Linked DNA regions of Sus scrofa: region 2 is linked to region 1. A link is a contact called in public Hi-C data. All regions are on one chromosome and are shown on one strand. The core of a region is the stretch at or near the end of the contact, and the rest is flanking DNA. Distances in the headings are between cores, read along the strand shown. Region 1 overlaps COLEC10 (collectin-10). Region 2 overlaps SAMD12 (sterile alpha motif domain-containing protein 12).

Evidence for each region. A called contact is a pair of places that touch in the nucleus more often than the background predicts.
Region 2: a Hi-C map of fetal heart ventricle shows a contact between it and region 1, with 2.4 times the contacts expected there. A contact is called at or near these places in 2 of 47 Hi-C or Micro-C datasets (embryonic fibroblasts and fetal heart ventricle).

What each region holds. Positions count from the first base shown.
Region 1 is chr4:20,046,687-20,049,843 of Sscrofa11.1, forward strand. All of the region lies in intron 4 of COLEC10 (collectin-10), which reads right to left. Among named protein-coding and RNA genes, the nearest start is that of COLEC10, 95 kb to the right of the region's middle.
Region 2 is chr4:20,321,365-20,324,521 of Sscrofa11.1, forward strand. All of the region lies in intron 2 of SAMD12 (sterile alpha motif domain-containing protein 12), which reads left to right. Among named protein-coding and RNA genes, the nearest start is that of SAMD12, 180 kb to the left of the region's middle.

The DNA.
Region 1 (3,157 bases), core at 290-2,789:
AAAGTGGTGCATCAGACCATTCAAAAAACGGTCTTTGTTTTTTGTTGTTTTGGGGTTTTTTGTCTTTTCTAGGGCTCCCCCCACCCCCGGCACATGGAGGGTCCCAGGCTATGCCACAGCCACAGCCACAGCCACGCGGGATCCGAGCTGCGTCTGAGACCTACACCACAGCTCACGGCAACGCTGGATCCTTAACCCACTGAGCGAGGCCAGGGATCAAACCCGCAACTTCATGGTTCCCAGTCGGATTTGTTAACACTGAGCCACGAATGGGAACTCCCAAAAAACAGTCTTTGGATTCACACGACTCCAAACCATTCTACGGCTTGCCAACTACTGGGCCTGCACCAAGTTTCCCAGACTTTAGAGACTGTTCCCTTTTCTGTAAAATATAAATTATAGAGTGTTGTTGCTAGGATTAAATAAAATAATTCATATATAGTGTTTACTACAGTGCCAGGGAATAGAAAGAGCATTAACATAGAAGTCATTAATTACTCATTATTATTATTGTTGTTATGATAACTGGAATTATTAGTAATGACATTATAATTACTAATGGAACTATTAGTAATGACATTATATTAAGTAATACTAATAATTAATTAGTATTATTGATTGTAATTAAGCTGAAGAACTGAATGTGGTGCCAAGTGATTTTTATGAATATTTTTATTGAAAAGAATAATGTATGTGATTCTTTAAGAGGTCATATTAATGAAACTGGGGTTTAATGTAAAAATAACCTGATATTATCAACACATGACTTAGAGGCTATTAGATTTCCTAATATGAGAACTGTTACACAAATTTCAAGCCTAGGCTTCAGGCTAAGAAACAGTAACTGTAGGAATTTGAGTCGATGTCATTGCCAACATCCTACCTCTAGCTCTTTATTTTTCCATCACCCAGTTTCCTCTTCAAAACTAAAAAATATAATCAAAACATAATTCCACCTGCTAAGCATCCTCCCTTCAATTGATCTTGGCCACAGATGGAGGGGTTTTCGGCATGGCCCTTTAACGTGGGGCAACTCTGAGACTGCTGAGCTTCATCGCCAACACTCAGCACCTTTTTCACTCTACAAAGAAACCCGGCACTGATATTTGTTTAGAAAGCATTTTACCCAGGGCTCCACAAATTGCCTGATTCCCAAAAGTTCCAAAGCCTTCTTGATGTACTCATCCAGTGTGTCATGCGGGTTTTGACAAACACGTGGTCAGTTGATTTCAACTTCAGATAGTTCATCTCTCTCCAAGTTCCACTGCTATTTTGGCTTACTCCTATATTCTACTCAGAATCTTTACTTAGACATGTATCAGTCTGCTGACTGGAAACATCAAAGATTTATTTCTTTTCCATATTATATATCCATTGCAAGCCACCAAGAAATCTCAGCTTGTCTTAGTCATTCTGGGTCCCGAGGTGACGGAATAGGCACCATCACAAACGTTGCCAGCTGCTGGGGCGAAGGGGGAAGAGCTCTGCAGTGTCCTGCATCAGCAATTAAACCCTTGACTACCCCCCAAGTGGCACGCATCACTTCTTCTCATAACTCAGTGTCGTGAATGACCCCATGGCCCCCTCTAAGCACAGACGGCTTGGCAGTACTCACCCAGCCAGAAGAGAGTGAACCAGCCGGGGAAGCCCCAAACACTCACACACAAACTTTCTCTTTGATTCCAAACAGCAATGGCTTCCTTTGATTTGAAAAACTGTCACCTTGAGAAGGTTGTTTACTTATTTTCTGTGGAAAACTTTCGGTGGTTAAGTCACAGGACAAAATCGTTAGGCGAAAGGATTCCAACATCAGATAAGTGGAGAGCATATTGATTAAAAAGCTCAAGTGCAAGTAAATTTCAGTCTAGGAGAGTTTCTAAGAGCAAACTGCCACAGAAATCACACACACATGGAGACTTATAAACCCACGCCTCCCCTGCAATCAAGATGAAAATAAACACAGCCTGGAGTAACAGAGTCCTGAAAAGAACCAGCCCTATAGTTGTCAACAAAATGCCTCCTTCATTGGCAAAAACTAGATTTGACTGCTCAACTAATTTAGACAAGAGAGTTCTAATCATTGGCTTTGGAACATACGTGATTGTAGGAATAACAATATAATATGCCCTGAGAGTAACCATGAGCCAGAAATGTAGCTATGTACACTTAAATAAATTAGAAATAAATTATCTTAAAAATTCAGTTCCTCAGTCACACTAGCCACACTTCAAGTGTTCCATAAGCACATATAATTGGTGGGTATCATATAAGAATAGCACAGATATCTAACGTTCCCATCAGTACAGAAAGTTTTATTAGACGGGTCTGGTCTGAACCTTTCACTTTAGTATCTGGAAAGAGTTGACTGTTATTCATTTCCTAAAGCCATATTTTCAGAAGAGTAACCTCATTTCCAAGATCTTGGAGAACAAAATAGAATGTCCTGACTACCATAACCTAACAGTCCATCTCTGGGGCTGGAACACAAAGAGCTGGGCTTCTTTGATGGTATTGATTTGATATGCTTACACCCTAGCTGCAGAGGGTACCTACGTTAACACACACACACATGCACAAAAACCCAATTCAAATTCAAGGTTATTCAAGCTAGAAAAAGAAAGCCGAATTTCAGAAATCACACAGAACTTATTCCTAATAACCCTGTCCTTCGTAACTGCAGGATAAAATTTAGCCTAAAGAGAAATTGCTGTAAGGTTAGCTATATTTTTTAGTGGAAAAATATTATAGAAAATCTAGGTCAGGAGTCATAAGTAATATATGATGATTTATTTTAATTCTCTGTAACTCACTCAAATGCTGTCATAAAACGAAGAACATTTTATACTACTCAATAAAAATAAGGAAAGAGATGGATCAGCTTGGGTTGTGAGGACAAAAAGGAAGTGATGGGGAAATGCCCATTCTGCTCTTCCTTGGGTATGATTCTGATATCATCTCTGCCTTGTCACTCGAGATCCATGTGGATGGCGACCACAATGATGACCAGGACCCAGAAAACGTGACTTGGCAGCTGGTCAGGCTTCAATTTCTGTTGCTTTGTTTTTGGAATGGAACATACAAAAATTGCCAACTAAACAAGATGAATATTGCTGTATCCCCAACTCCTCCTTGGCAAAACCCAATATGATGTTCTCAG
Region 2 (3,157 bases), core at 222-2,721, 270 kb after region 1:
GGACCTGGAGTTGTCACTGCTGTGTCACGGGTTTGACCCCTGTTCTGGGAACTTCTGCATGCCATGGATATGACCAGAAAAGAAGGAATGTATATTGCAAACTTTTTTATTAAGTTAAGGCGTAATTGAATTATAAAATAAATTTTAACTTTAGCAGCATTTTCTAATATGGTCTTTCAATATCAGACTTCTTTAAAGCGTAGTTTTCTTAGCAGAAATATTTTGTTTACCTTAAGAATTCTTTTCAGTTATATACAAATCAGAAATTACCATAAATATGGCTGAAATTATTGAGTAAAGGTAAATTATAATAGGAATTACTTGCAAAAAAAATAATTTGTAAACAGCTTTTCCCTCAAGAAAATAAAGTGTATTTTGCATAAAGTGAGGTCTCTGTAAAACGGAAAGTGAAGGCTTCTGAAATGCACATTCAGATTGTCTGTAGAAAGGCCAGGACCAATGTAGAAAGAAAATGCCTGGAATTCTGTTTGCTGTCACAGTGCCTAGGGGTTAAGATAACAAACTGCCTCTAGCCTGTCTCAGGCCAGCAGAACAAACCAAAATTGTCTCCAGGGATGGAAAGCCAGAGACTGGTGTAGCAGATCAGAGTGTGGAGAAAGACACAGCAACTGTTTTGTTTTAATTTTTTTATTAGTTTACTGTTTTTAATAAATAAGAAACCCTATCTGTTTTGTGAATGGTTATTTTGGTTTAGGCTTCTACTGTTGGGGGAAATAAAACATAGCATATTAAAAGAAAATTATGTCAAGTTGGGTGTAGAGAGAGGCAATGAGAGTCAGGTGGCAGAGGAAAGAAGGGCAGTTGAAATAACACTGGATCTATGAAGATTGAACAGCTCTGCGCCTCCCAGAGGGACCGTGTGATAAGTAGATTGATGTATGTTTCGGTTTGTTGTTCCAAATTGCACATAGAATGTTTAAGCTCCTTAAAGAAATCAGGTTATAGCATTCACTCCCCACTTGAGGTTGGGGGCATCTGATAGAGAAGGAGCAGAGGTTGACGTGGGCTGCTATCTGCAAAGAGAAGTTGAGGCAGAACAAATGAAAGTCTCCTCTGGGAGGAGAGAAAGCAGCCACAGACCAGGGCTACTGGAGGAGGATGGCTCTTCATAAATTAATGTGGAGCAAACTAGTAACAAGTTATTTTAAAGCCAAGGCTAAGCTTCTGTTAATAAATGGGGCAGATACTGTATCACTGTCTGAGCAAGAGACAAATGGGCTTATTAATGGTAAGAATCTGTATCCCGCCATTATATTTGTTACACCTGTTTACATGGAGACACATCTCTGTAGGTTCATGTGGTCTTAAAAAATCTCTGCCTGAAGCTTTGAGTTTATTGCTGTGCAAGCAAGTAACACCAGATTACTGCTGAGTAAGTACATTGTGAAGGGACAGCAAAGCACTTCCTGGAGTATTAGCCTCAGAACACCTGGATTTATAATAAAAGGAAATTCATAACACAGGCGTGCATAGTGGCTGGGGCTGGCAAGGATATGTTCTGAGTTGACGTGGTGTGTTTGGATTAATCTCCACCTGTATCTCCAGTTGACGAGTCTTGTCTTGGTGCTGAGGGTGCTCGGTTTGCCAAGAAATGAGCAAGTTCAAGAATGACCTTCCGGGAAGTCTAGGATATTGATGTATAAGCAACTTTATCTTCTTGCCTTTCCCTTCCTAATTTACAGCCTTCTGTGACTGGTTTATGGGAGTTTTCAAAAGATGTGATTAGCTTCACTTGCAGGAAACTTGCAGAGGTTTTCAGGGCAATGATGTGTCAGCTATGAACTCATTCAGCTAATCTGGAGGAAAATTTTTAGAGCAGGAAGGAGCCGGATTCAGACGTGCTGACTAGTGAAACACAGCGGTAAGTGCATTTCTAGCTCAAAGAGCCAAAACTCTGGTGTCTTAACCATGCAAGGGGAAGATGATGACAAGGCAAAGGAAAAAAAAAGAACAAAACATTCACTCATTTGCACCATCCATGTCAGAGGCCCTTCTTTCTCATCAGAATTAGGAAAATGGTTGTATGCAGCGGTTAAGGGCAAATGGCTGGTGGCCTGTGACCTGAGGATGTCGGGTACAAGAAAGAGGTGGGCAAGTTTTATTAGGAGCCATGTGAGCACAACGCATGGGGAAGGGGTACAGCAGCAAGGGGTGCACTTGAAACACGCTGCTAATTAAATAGTAAAAGCGAGTCTGTGAGCTCAGGCTTGGTGAGAATGGTTTCATTTCATTAATTCATTCACTATATAGAGCATTCATTGTGGCTATATAGCATCTATTAAGCCCAAGGCACTCTGGGGAGCACAGTTATAACTCTTCTATTCTCACTGAGTATGCCAGTTACTACGGTTGCAAAATAAATTACTCCAGCACTTAGTGGTGGGAGACAGCTATATATGATGCTGCTCGTGGACTATGTGGGTCAGGGATGCTCTGTCTCTGCATCATGGTGTCCAGGGTTGGGGGCAGGCATGTCTCAGCAGGAAGATATGAGTCCTGGTGGCTGGAATCATCTGAAGCTTGTTTACTCATTTGTCTGATGGTCGATAGGGTTGGTGATGGCTGTTAGCTGAGTCCATAAGTGAGGGGCGGGGTGTGGGGGGGAGTTGGCCAAAACTCCTGTACATGGTCTTTTCGTGTGGTCTGTGCTTCCTCTTTGTATGGTGGCTGAATTCCAAAGATGAGTGCAGGAGAGGGTGAGCCAGGCAGAAGCTCTGTCTCATATGTGATATGGTCTCAGAAGTCACATAAATAGCATCAATTGCACTGTATTCCACTGGCCAGGACCACCAGGAACCCTGCCAGAATTCAAGGGGGGGGGACATCAACCCCAATTTTCTGTGGAGGAATGACAGTTACAATGAATGAAAAGCAGATATGCATGTGCACATATAAAATCATCGGTGAAAAACAAAGTCTGCCACTCTTAAGAAAAAAAATGACCACAGCACAAAGTAGAAAGTGTTAAGTGTTGTTTATGATTATAAGCGATGGCCCAAAGAATCCTTTAGTTGGAGACATACTAAAAAAAAAATAATAATAATAACACCTGGGCACTATTTGCTAAACTTGGATCACCTGCATATCACTTCCACTATTTTTTTCTGTTACCAGCTGCATTATTGTGTCATTAATT